Regions from separate parts of the Mus musculus genome. Here region 1 is linked to region 2. The links are chromatin contacts, called in public HiChIP or PLAC-seq maps. All regions are on one chromosome and are shown on one strand. Each heading gives the region's core, a stretch centred on a gene start, on an enhancer-like site or on the middle of the called end of the contact. The rest is flanking DNA. Distances are from core to core; before and after follow the strand shown.

Region 1 (6,007 bases), core at 2,606-5,105, 88 kb before region 2:
TCTCTCAGTGCATACAGCAACTAACTGCTTATGGAGAAAATTTAATGAATGGAAAGTGGTGAACACCTAAGTTGATGTGAGACTAAATAAGCCAGTCTTGGCTTGTGATTCGTTAGTGATAAGGAAGGAGACCTCTGTGCTCGCAGTGGGCTCTGCCTGAAGATGCTACCAACATTTTCTCCTGGGCTAGTCAGAGACACAGGAGGCTGCTGCTGTGTTCATTCATCCTCCTGTGACCGAGGAGGACGGAGAGTTCTGAGGAGTTAAGGAAATTTCCAAAGGGCGCAGAAGTGGCAGGTCATGAAGTCAGCACTCGGAGCAAAGTCTACGCCCTCGCTTCTTTCTATGTTACCCCGTCCTCACATTGCAAGCCCCCCTGGGCTGACTTGGAAGTTTCCTTATGTCATTTTTCACTGTATGAATTCACTCACTTGATTTGCATATGGCTCCACTTTATTAACACACCACACAGTCCTTTCCTTCTCGGGACCTCCAAGGTGGCAAGCTTCTTGAGTCCATTAAATATTAATTGCATTTATTATCTTAACCACAACCTATCACTTTACAGTGCCTTTGCCAGAAGCTGAGTACAAAGTCTTGTTTTACACACACACACACACACACACACACACACACACACACACACACACACACACACACAAGAACTGGATGCCCTCAGTGATCAAAGGCTGGAAGAAGCTGCCACATCACTATTTTGGTGACACCAGTGTACCAGGTCAGTGGGAGCTGAGGTCTGTGATGACCTGCTGTAGCCACAGGTTAAAGTACATCATTCTATATCTCTTAGCTGTGCAATAAAGGGCTTGGAAAGGCTCTACCCTGTAGACTAAGAAGGAGCCAAAGGGAAGTTCCAGTCCCATCGCTGTTAGAAAGGTCACTGTCGTTTCAGATTATGAGGAGAGAAACTGAGAAAGCAGAGAAAGTGCTGATGGACAATTTTCTTAGAGGACATTTCTACCCTAAGCCAAAATTAAATTCTACTCAAAATTCTTGGGATTTCAAGAAAATCTTTTTTTTTTCCTTCCAGAGCCCTCCTTTCTCCTCTCCGCATTCAAAGCTCTCATATTTACATCATGAACGAACCTAACAAAGTAACTTAGATACATATTCATTCTATATTTTCTTTTTCTGACAGTCCCTCATTGCTCATACATAAGTGCATGGGCCTGACCTGATTTTCGTCTACATGGAATAAACTAAGCTGGGAGTATGGCAGTTCCCTCTTCCTTTCCTTGACACTGAAGGGTGAACGGTGCCTGTGCTCATAGCACAGATTCACTCTGGGCCTGAAATGCTAATCCAGCCAACCAGATAGCTTTCGGATTCCGCCCTTGGTTTCGCTTGTCTGTACTGATGAAATTAAGTCTGCCTCTTGCTGTGTGCTGTTTCCTGGGGTGGATCTCTGTTTACCTCAGGCTTAGCAGCCCCTTTGCAGGGCCTGAGTGTGGTGGTTGTCCACACCACCTTGGAAGCTTCCGGGTTCTTCCCCTATGTCTATTTACTCTGACAGCACTTCTTAACTGTGCTTTGCCTTAGCTAAATATCACAGATAGGATGGTGACTCCGTTTCTCAGGATCGATTCAATTTATTTCTGTTGTTTAGGCAGTGGATATAAATTTGCCTTCTGTTGTCATATCCATTTAAGAGGGGCAACTTCTTCCTAAGGGTAAATATAGTTCCAAAGAAAAAATGGCCCCCAGCTTGACCACCTGATGCCTGGGGTTTCCTTCCTGGCAGTCTGCCTCGCCTCACGCTGAGTTCCTGTGTGGCAAACTTAGTGTACTGTTCTCTGGAAACTCTAGTGACCGTGGATTCTGATCGGAAGTCTTAGCACCTGGACATTTAGAACTCATTTCAGAACTAAATGAAGTTATCAGCTTTATGGCCCGAACACCATAAAGCATACTCGGTTCCTCTTGTGAGATAGTGAATTTAAGATTACTGCTGTGACAGTCACATGGGTCAAACTTCAAAGTTCCAACTTATTCATGTTATCAATTGTTGATTAATTTCGATGTCTGACAAATATGCATAAGAATGGTATCTTCACTTTGGATGAGATTGGTCTGTTCTGAAGAATGAACAATTTTAGCTTCTGAAATATGGCAGCTGTACAAAGGAAAAAAAAAGAAAAAAGAAAAGGCTAGTTCACTTTACTAGTTCTAGGAAAACAATAGATACCAATAGAAAAAAAATTAATTTTTTTTCTATGAAGGGTTCATGCTTTTTGGATTATTTACTTGGAAAAAAATAACACTGCATCGTCATCTTATCAAGACAGCAAGATGGACGTCGCAGAGGTGACCAATGATAGATGAGCACGCGACCTCATTTGTAGACTGAGTGCAAGGCCGGAGTCTCCTGCAGCACGGCCAGAACTCTAAGAGCTCTTTGTAGGCTAGGGAAATGGGAGCGAATGAAGACAGAGTGTTAGCTTCCCCAGCTAATGGCTTCGGAAGCATTTCAGACTTGGACCAAAATATCACCCTCCATCGACACATACCATGGCCACCGTCCAAGCACGTCCGACTTTCCTGGGTCTGAGAACTCTACTTATAAGCCTTGTGTAGCCATGATGCCCAGAGATATCCAAGCATATGCACTGGAAATCATATGGGAAGGAAATCCCATAGCACGGAGCATCAGAAAGCCAGCTTGCAGCTGAGAGACAGCCAGTGGATTGTATGAGAATATGATCCCGGGATTTTCAGACAGTGAAGTCACTGGCACAGGTCCCCTTTAACCAGCACAGACAACACTATCCTTACCCTTGAGGGTGACGCAGTGGAGTGACTAAAACTGATCACAGATACAGTATCCAGCAAACCTGTCACTAGGCGGAGTATGTCTAGGAAGTAAAAATAGAGATTTGACGCGCTCATGTGGTTAATTCAGACACAATATTGCCTCCTAAGACATGAGGAATGTTTAGGCTGAATTATTCAACATTGATATTAATTAAATTCATTGTACTCCTGAGCTGTTGGAAATTCTCATTTTGTTGTTGTTGTTTATTTGTTTGTTTTTGTTTTGTTTTCTGAGAAGTGGATCGGCGGGGCAGGAATGTTCTGCCACCGCTTTTGTAGGTATTTTCACAGGGAAGACATATCTGTCCTCCATGTCTGAACCATAGGGTGTGTTTGAAGTCAGTAGGTGAAAGTAATGGGCTGCCCTCTAAAAACTTCTCTATGATTTCCGTGCTGTTTCTTATAGATGAACCAACTCATTAAAATGATAAAAGATATAGGGTCAGTAAGTGAGAAGGATATAAAACAGAGCCGAGTCACTTCCTATTCCTGCCAAATCACACTCCTTTCAACCCCCTCCCTATACGTTCTGATGAGAGCCTTCTGCAGTAGCTGGGCTGTGCAGTAGAAGCAGCCTCTCCAGCGCTGCAGCCTCTGCCATTCTGCTACCCGAGGCAGCGTCACTGCTCGGGAATCACGTTGGTGCTCTGCCGCTTGTTCATGGGTATCACAGCTGTTCATGAGCAAACTCCAGCGCCTCGTCATGGCCTACGCCATGACGTCACACCATTTCAGAAATGCAAACTGCCATTTGTGGTGATTCTCGTTCTCTTCTAAGAGCATTTCTTTCACTTTTGTTGTTGTTGTTTTTTTTTTTATTTGTTTATTCAGCTTTTGTTTCTAGCAGGTGAAACGTGTGTGCTGTGAAGGAAAATGATGGCCCAGCTTTGCTCCCCTCCACAGCTCTGGTTTTTACAGAAACCCTGGGCTCTCCCTTTCCACGGTGACCTTCATGCTCAGGACCTTTATTTTCGCCTCCTAAGTTCCATTTCCTGATGATCTCACTTCCTAGAAACTGAAACTGCTTCCTTTTACAAGAAAGAAATCACAGCTTTGCACTAACAGAATAATCTCTCACGTAATCAGTGGGTGTGAGAACCAGGCTTCTCCAGCCTCGCATTTAACTGAATCTGATAAACAAGGTCCAATGACTTCATTTATATTTTTCTTCTTCCCTTTAGGTCAAGGAGTTCTACTCCTATGAAAACGAGCCAGTGGGCATAGAAAATCTCAAGAGAGGCTTGGCTAGCTTATTCCAGATGCAGCTAAGCTCTGGAACTACCAACGAGGTACTTAATGCTAAGAAGTCAGCATTGGGTGAAGGGGAGAGGCAGGCACTCGCTGTAATCTCAGCTACTTGGGGGCTAAGGCCCAGTTTTAAGCAAAGGTCTGCCTGGGTCATAGAGTAACTTTAAGACAGTCTGGTGACTTAATGAAATCCACCATTTTTATAAAAGATGGTTGTGGCTACTACTGTGCCAGTAACCAGTGCAACAGGAAGAGACAAGTAAATTCTGGGAGTTCACAGACCAGCTCTGTTGACCCAGTTGGTGAGCTGCAAGTTCAGCGAGAGAACCTGTCTCAAGGGAATAAGTCAGAAAGTGATGGGGGGAGATAGAAACCTATGTCTCCTCTGGCCTACATGTATGCATATGGATGTGTGCACTCAGTCATATAATGCGCATTTACCACACATGCATAGATAATACACATATATCTCCCAAGCAATAATAAAATAAAATATAAAAGGAGCTAGAGATGTGTGTCAGTAGTTGAGAGCCTGTTGAGCAAGTACAAGGCCCAGTTCAAGCCCCAGTACTACAAATTAAATGAGCAGGTCAATAAATAAGTCAACCAACATCTTATTTGTCAACAGGTATATCAAATCATTTCTAAGCATTTTTGCATACTGAAATTCCACAGAAAATTATAACTGCTTTTAAGATTAAGTATTGTTTTAGAGACGTTGACTTAAGTTGACTTAAGTTGGATAGTCAAATTTCACTTACATATGAAATGATTTATTGCTTAAATACAGAGTTATGGAGTTGGAATCAGTTCTATAAAGGGAACCTTGGATAACTGTAAAATATGCAGAAAACTTTGGGGGATCCAATGGTTGTTAAGTGTCTCTGTCCTGCTGCCTTGTGGCAAGCATATTTTAAAAAACGTATTCCTTAGATTCATCCTAAAGATGCTAAAATCATAGATTCATCCCAAGGATACTAAAATCATAGATTCATCCTAGGGATGCTAAAATCATAGATTTATCCCAAGGATGCTAAAATCATAGAAAAGCAATGACCTGAGTAGCTGTATTTTAATCGTCTCGGGGATTTGGAATGGATCACTGGCTTTCAGAATCAAGTCCCCTAATTCAGAGAGGAAATAGAAGTGAGTTAGAGAATTCAGTGGGTTCCAGCCGTCCGATTAGAGTTGAGCTGGACACCAGTTCTCCTGATCTTAACTCATCCAGCTCATGAGCAGAGGAGAAACTGGGATGGCTGGGCTGGGCCAAGAGAATGTGTCTAGCTTACTAAAATAGCAGCAGGAATGGTGCTGGCAGGGACCCCAAGGGGAAAGCTCACGGGAACTGAACAGAGTCTATTTTGGGATGTTTTTGTCTAAACTCAGATTCTTATTATGAATGACAATGAATTTAGTTAATCTCACAAGTTTCAAGAGTTTTTGACCATATTTCTCTCCTGAAAGATCACACACGCCATCTTGATATAGGCTTTAAAAGCATCCCCCCCGCCCCCACCAGATAATTACCCACATGGCCAGAGAGTTCAGTAGTGGTCAAGCAGTGTATTCAGATCCTGAACTCTGAGAGAAGTAGGATGGCCCATGGTTCCTGGGACAGCTGAGGAGATGTTCTCAGGCCTAACCAAAGACAGTGAAATTTGGCATCCTGTAAAAAGCCTTCGAGGACTTCTGTCTTTCTGTTTTGTCATCCCAGGGTAGGGTGAAGTTCCCAATGGCATATCAGGGTACCCACTATTCAAGCCTCTTCCCATGAGAATGGAGATGGCCCACATGGCATCCCAAGCATTACGCTCTTGCTTTCTGTTCCAGGTAGATATCTCTGGGGATTGTAAAGTGACCTACCAGGCCCAGCAAGACAAAGTGGTCAAAATTAAGGCTCTGGATACATGCAAAATTGAGCGGTCTGGAT
Region 2 (5,721 bases), core at 2,499-4,998:
GATGTTTGTGCAGGAATAGAAACCCTGACTAAGACATACTCTATGAAGGAAAGGAAAGTAGACTCACTTCCTAGACAGCCAAGCAGGAAGGATGCCTCTTAGAAGTAAGTCTGGTGAGTGTCTCTCTGCTTCCACACTCATCCTCAGCTCCATCTGCATCCTAGCCCTTGGCTATGATTAGGAGTGTTGGGTGTTGAGTCCCTGCTCATTAGTAGCCACACAGACATGGGTCTTCATCTACGAATCTGCTGATGAGGGCCAGAGGAGGCCGTTGTCCTGAATCTGTCACATCTGAGTCACATCAGTTTTAGACAAAGCTCTACTAGTTATGCAGCAGATAAATGTGGTTTCTATTGAAAGGTCAAGGCTGCAATTACAGCTTGGTGTAGTGCAAAGTCCTTTTGTTTTAACTGTCTGATGAGCTTAAGGTTGCCTGGTTCCTGCATTCATCCGAGTGGAGTTGGGCTTGGAGAGCACCAATCATTAGCCTGTCTTGTGTACGCATTTCCTGTGAAAAGGCAAAATGCACACGCCAGAGAGAAATCAAGATAAAGTAGACTCACTTGTCTCTGCAAGTGAAACAAATCAGCCTACGGCAGTTGGCAAACACTCCTATCAAGACAGAGCTCATAAGTGGAGCCTCTCATGTAGAACAGGCATCAGAGACGGGGAAAGGACAAAATAGAGACTTTGAAGCCAGCAGAAGCTTGGGATATGAACAGCAGCACAGGCCATCAGGCCTTGAGGTGCCATCACTTAAGCTCACATCCAATTGTCTACTTCTGTATCTTGTACTTTGACAGAATGCAGGCATGCATTCTACAGCATCACCCTCTGTGTGATGCACGAGCTAGATGCTCTCCATCTCTGGTTCAGACTGGAAGGGAGGAGATTCGAGTGGAGGTTAGCGGGGATGTGAATTGCTTCTTAGCATGTAGGAAGCAGCTGTTGTCTCCAGAGGGAAAACTTCAGTTTGAAGATGATTCTCATAAGGGTTTGTTGTTGTTGTTTATTCCCTTTCCAGTTTTCCAAATTTGAATTTCATAAACATCTGGGTGTTTTTTTCATCACTTTAGGGAATATCTACAATACTAATTTCATTTGTAAAATGTTTTAAAATCATTTAGGCAGAGATCTCATCTGAGAAGCCCTGTGGAGAGGAAAATCCTGAGTTGCTAGGTGTGTTTTACTCCTTCAAGGATGAAGAAGTAATTTTTCAACTAACTGTAGAAGTTCACTTGGCTCAAACTTCTCCACCGAAGATGAGAAGATGCAAGGGCCCTGCATCATCAGACTTACCAAAGCTGTGTCATTTTCTGAATCCCTACAGTCCTTCTTGTGTTCCTTCTGATGCAGTGGCAGTCGTGAGTCGGGGACCTAGAACTCAACCAGTTTTAGGAACTTCCTCAAAGGTGTGATTTTTAATGAAAACTCACTCTCTGTTCTCCCTTACATAGGGGCTTTTCTGATTGGCTGGATCCCTTTCTTGCCTGGTACTAATGTTATCATTTTAATGCAAGTCAAATGTAAGGAACACTGTTTTCAAAGCCCACCCAGACCCGTCTAGCAGCATTGAGAATGCTTCTTCAAGTGGGTTAACTTCTGCAAGTATCCGATGGCACCATGCTCACACACCTGTGTGAACACTCGCCATGTCAGAAATGTCTCTCAGTCCTGGATTATAAACTCCCGGGGGTGGGAAGCCGTGCATGGGTCCTCTCTAGAATGATCTACAGAAATTATCCTTGAACATGTGTCCTCTCTGTAAAATTGGGTCTTAGTGTCCATAGGTTTTTCTCATCCAAAGATTCAACCAACAGTGAATCAAAAATATTGGTGTGTGTGTGTGTGGTGGTGGAGTTACATCTGTAGCAAACACACACTGACTCTTACACAATACAGTCATGACTACTTCTATAGTTCTCATAGTGTATTAGATACCTTAAGATATCCAGAGACTATTTAAAGGATACAAATGTGTGGGATTTGTTTACGACAGCTTGCCAGCTTCCCATATCGTTTTATATAAGGGTCTCATACATCGAAGGATTTTGGAGGGGAGTCTTAGAGCCAAACCCTTGCAGGTCCTTGGGGCCATCAGTATTACTAGGGCACAGCATTGTTCCTGTAGTAAACAGCTGATGTTTGATAATCCTCACCAAGTTGAACTGTCAGGGTTTCACAGAAGACAAAAACATCCTCTGGCATCTCCATTTCATGAAGATTGATCTGCAATCAAGGAGAAATAGTAACAGTGGCTGTCGTTTCATAGGTGAAGCGAGGATTAAAGGGGAGAAAATTAAAGCCGTTATTGGCTTAGTTGGCTTCTCTTCATAAACAGGATTTTTTTTTCTTTGCTTTGCTTGCTCGGTCACATTTATGAGTTATAGAAAAATAAAAATAAAAAGGCTTTGCCATGTTAGGAATAGTGTTCTGGTTTTACTATGTGTTGTCTTAGCACTGTAGGGTCTTATTCAATAACTGCTGTCTGCTGTCTGCTGTCTGCTACACATAAGAACTACTGGCATTGTAGCAATCACCATTATTTCTCTACCCCTAAGCAAATTCTTTCTCCCAACTCTATTAGTAGTTTTATTCAGTATTATAATAAGTGTATCTAAAACCCACAACTTCCTACACTCTATTCTAGTTGGGAAGAGTTAGGGGTACTGCAATGTGATGCTACTATGGGCAGTTCAACACAACTGGGGGTTTCTGGGATGTAGCATTTGTGAATTTTAGTCATTGTTGATCTAGTTCCCTGTTTCTTGCAGCTGAATGGCTATCTGTTAATACAACATAGGAAAGCCTACTTGTGGTTGAAGTGTGGCTATTATCTGTCAAAGGAATGCCAGGGCTTAAACACTGATGTATCATATCCTGAGCCTTTATTTCTATACCAGTGGGTGGAAGAATAGAAAGAATGGAGGAAACACACCTTGCTCTATTTCAGGGAAGGAAGAGGATTCTGAGCCCACATTATTGCCATGAGGTATGAGGTAAGATATGGGTGTTGGCCCTGAGGGAGCTGGTGTCTGAGGAATCCCACTGGAACCTGTGTTCTGTGAAGGGATCCAGGAGGGGCTTTTAAGAGCTAGTTTTCCAATGTTATCACACTTCTAAATAACACTCTGATGCTTAGAGTCAAGACAGCCCAGTTCCACGCAGAGAACACAGCCATTCTACTGCCTTAGGGGAGATGTGACCCAGGGTAAGAATTTCCTTGTTAATAAGCACATTATAGACAAGATCCAAAAATCAGTCAGTAGAGGAGATACCTTTGTGGTTTAAGGAAGAGAGATGATGCTAAATGAATTGAAATAGAGATTTACAATTGCTTTTGAGATGATAGATAGATAGATAGATAGATAGATAGAGCCCTATAGTGTAGACTGCCTCAAACTTGCTGTGTAGCCAAGGATGGCCTTGAACTTCTATCCTCTGTCCACCTCCCAAGTGTTAGGATTGCAGGTGCACATACCACCATTCTTGATTTATGCAATGCTAGGCACTGACCCCAGGGTATCCCACAGGCTAGGCAAATATATAGAGCCATGTCTCCAGCCCTGCAAGTGCATTTTTCTGCTCCCTTTCTAGAGGCGTCCTTGCCCTTAGAACAACTCTTTCATGCAAGGTATTGTGATACTCATTCACCTTTGCTGAGAAGAGTGAAGGTTCTAGCACCGGTCCTGTGTAACCTTAGCCAGACATCCCTCTATAGGAAGGGACACCGGCTGAAGAACAAAGAGACAACAAAGGGCCCTCCAGCTGCTCCAAGGGGTGTTCTGGGTGGCAAACAGCTGCTTCCGGAAGTGTCACTTCACAGCCTCTCAGCGGAAATGTCTACTGGCTCAGTCAGGATGGAAGATCTTTCCAATTAGGGAAGTTGATGTAAAGACACAAGGTGGGAGTTGGCGCAGCTTCCTGAAGGAGCCCACCTCAGTTGGCAGCTGAGTTCATCTGACTGCACGGACACCCTAGTGTGGTGCACTTGTCAGGGATGTGGGACCAGGTGCCTGGGATGGGTCCTGCTCATTTAATTCTGAATTATGTCATTTCTGGTACTGGGTTAACTTTCCCAAACTAGTACTGATGGAGGGTATAAATATTCCCAGGCAGGGGTGTGGGGGTGTGGGGGAAGGTATGTTTCTCTACATACACACTCATATGCCTTCGTGCTTAGAGGGGGTGGGGCAAGAGTGGAGAAAGGAAGAAACAAAGACTCTCCTCCCTGGAGTCAGCTATGGTCACAACTGCCTGACTCAGGTGGGTGGATTTTCTTTGTTCACATAGTCATATTCTATGAATCCTTGCCTATATCTTAATCCCTCCCTAAAAGGCCACACACCCTATCAGATTAGACCTACCTAAGCGACCTCCTCATTTAATTTAATTGTGTACCTCTTTAAAGATCTTTTTTTCTAGAGTCACACCGGAGAATAGGACTTCGAGGTATTCATTTTTAGGTTATGACATCTCTGAATAAATGTGCTTTCAACACTGGCTCAGATATAAGGAACAGAACTGAGGGCCAGTCTGCAAGATGTCTGTGTAGGTAAAAAGCGCTTGCAGCACAAGGTTGGTGACCTGAGTTCAATCCCCAGGTCTGACCCTGGAAGGAACGAACTGACTGACTCCTGAACAATTGTTCTTTGACCTGCACAGTGTCAAGTGTGCTCTCACTCTCATGTGTGTACACACACACACACACACTAAACTTAAAGATAAACACATATCAAGAAACCATATAGAAAGATTGAGGAAAAAATGGCAGTTGAGTTTTATGAGGCAGACACAGTTTAAAGAACAAGTTGATTTAGAAGGCTTTATTCTGTCCATCACTTGAGGGGAGGGACTAAAATAAAAAGTGAGTCTTATGAAAGGGATGCAGGGTAAAGAACAGGGTGGTGTAAAGAGCTGTTTTCTCTGTCCATCACCTGCCTACCGGGTCTCAGCCAACGCATCTTGCCAAGGCCAGTGACTCAGCAGAGCATGCAGTCAGCAGCTCCTGGATGACAGCCTCCAAGCAGGGACTCTGGGTCTGTCAGCTCTGAGAAACAGAGTAACCATAATGAGCCATCATGACTTGGCTCTTGCTATTTCCCTCTGGAAATGCGTGTCCACTACAGCGTGTCTTTTCTGTAGACTCACACCTTGCTTCACTGTTACAAAGCAGCGCAGTAAGGGGCTGCTAGCCAGGCCTTCTGGCCACACCATTCTCAATCCTGTGTTCTTGTCTGACAACAGTGAGAAGGGTTGGATGGCTCCAAGCCCTGACGGTTGCAACTCGGAGCAGGTACACAGAGGTGTGCTTGCTTTGCAGTATGTTTAAGCTAAAGCACACGTTTTTCTTTTTCACCCAGAAATGAAGTCAGAAATGAGTGGTAAAACCCTAAAGCAGCAGGTGATGGACCCCTACTACAGAGAAAGCTTGGAGCAACCTACCCCAACCTCTGGGGATAGGGGATGGAGGTGGGGATGCAGATATCGGAAGCAGCTAATCTCCCTCACTATTGAAGAGCACGGGGTTGCCATTAGATGGAGCTCAATGAAAGAAAGAGCAGAAGATGCGGGATTTTTTTGTGCACTAGAAAGAGGTTTTCCTAGAAAACCTAGTCTTTCGGAACAGTTAAAGGGGTACAGTCCATCCTTATGTGTGATTTCGCAGAGTAAACTTTGTCACTCTGTGTTATAGCCCAAAGCTTTAAATGTTGACTGTCA

The links. HiChIP or PLAC-seq counts read pairs in DNA pulled down with a chosen protein or histone mark.
Region 1: a contact with region 2 is called in an H3K27ac HiChIP or PLAC-seq map of microglia, with 7 times the contacts expected there. The contact joins two enhancer-like sites. A contact is called at or near these places in 7 of 484 Hi-C or Micro-C datasets (B cells, cerebellum, cranial neural crest and 4 more) and 4 of 115 datasets of contacts at active chromatin or transcription factors (embryonic stem cells, microglia and stem cell-derived neural progenitor cells).

What each region holds. Positions count from the first base shown.
Region 1 is chr3:138,116,424-138,122,430 of GRCm38.p6, reverse strand. It overlaps Mttp (microsomal triglyceride transfer protein), which reads left to right. Exons shown (of 18, transcript NM_008642.3): 4 at 4,011-4,118; 5 at 5,908-6,007. Among named protein-coding and RNA genes, the nearest start is that of Mttp, 12 kb to the left of the region's middle. Within about 2 kb of position 3,855, at least 26 of the 459 cell types and tissues checked have an H3K27ac peak or open chromatin away from gene starts, as enhancers often do. A contact at or near this core is called in microglia, where this site is marked.
Region 2 is chr3:138,028,883-138,034,603 of GRCm38.p6, reverse strand. No RefSeq gene overlaps it. Among named protein-coding and RNA genes, the nearest start is that of 1110002E22Rik, 30 kb to the left of the region's middle. Within about 2 kb of position 3,748, at least 31 of the 459 cell types and tissues checked have an H3K27ac peak or open chromatin away from gene starts, as enhancers often do. A contact at or near this core is called in microglia, where this site is marked.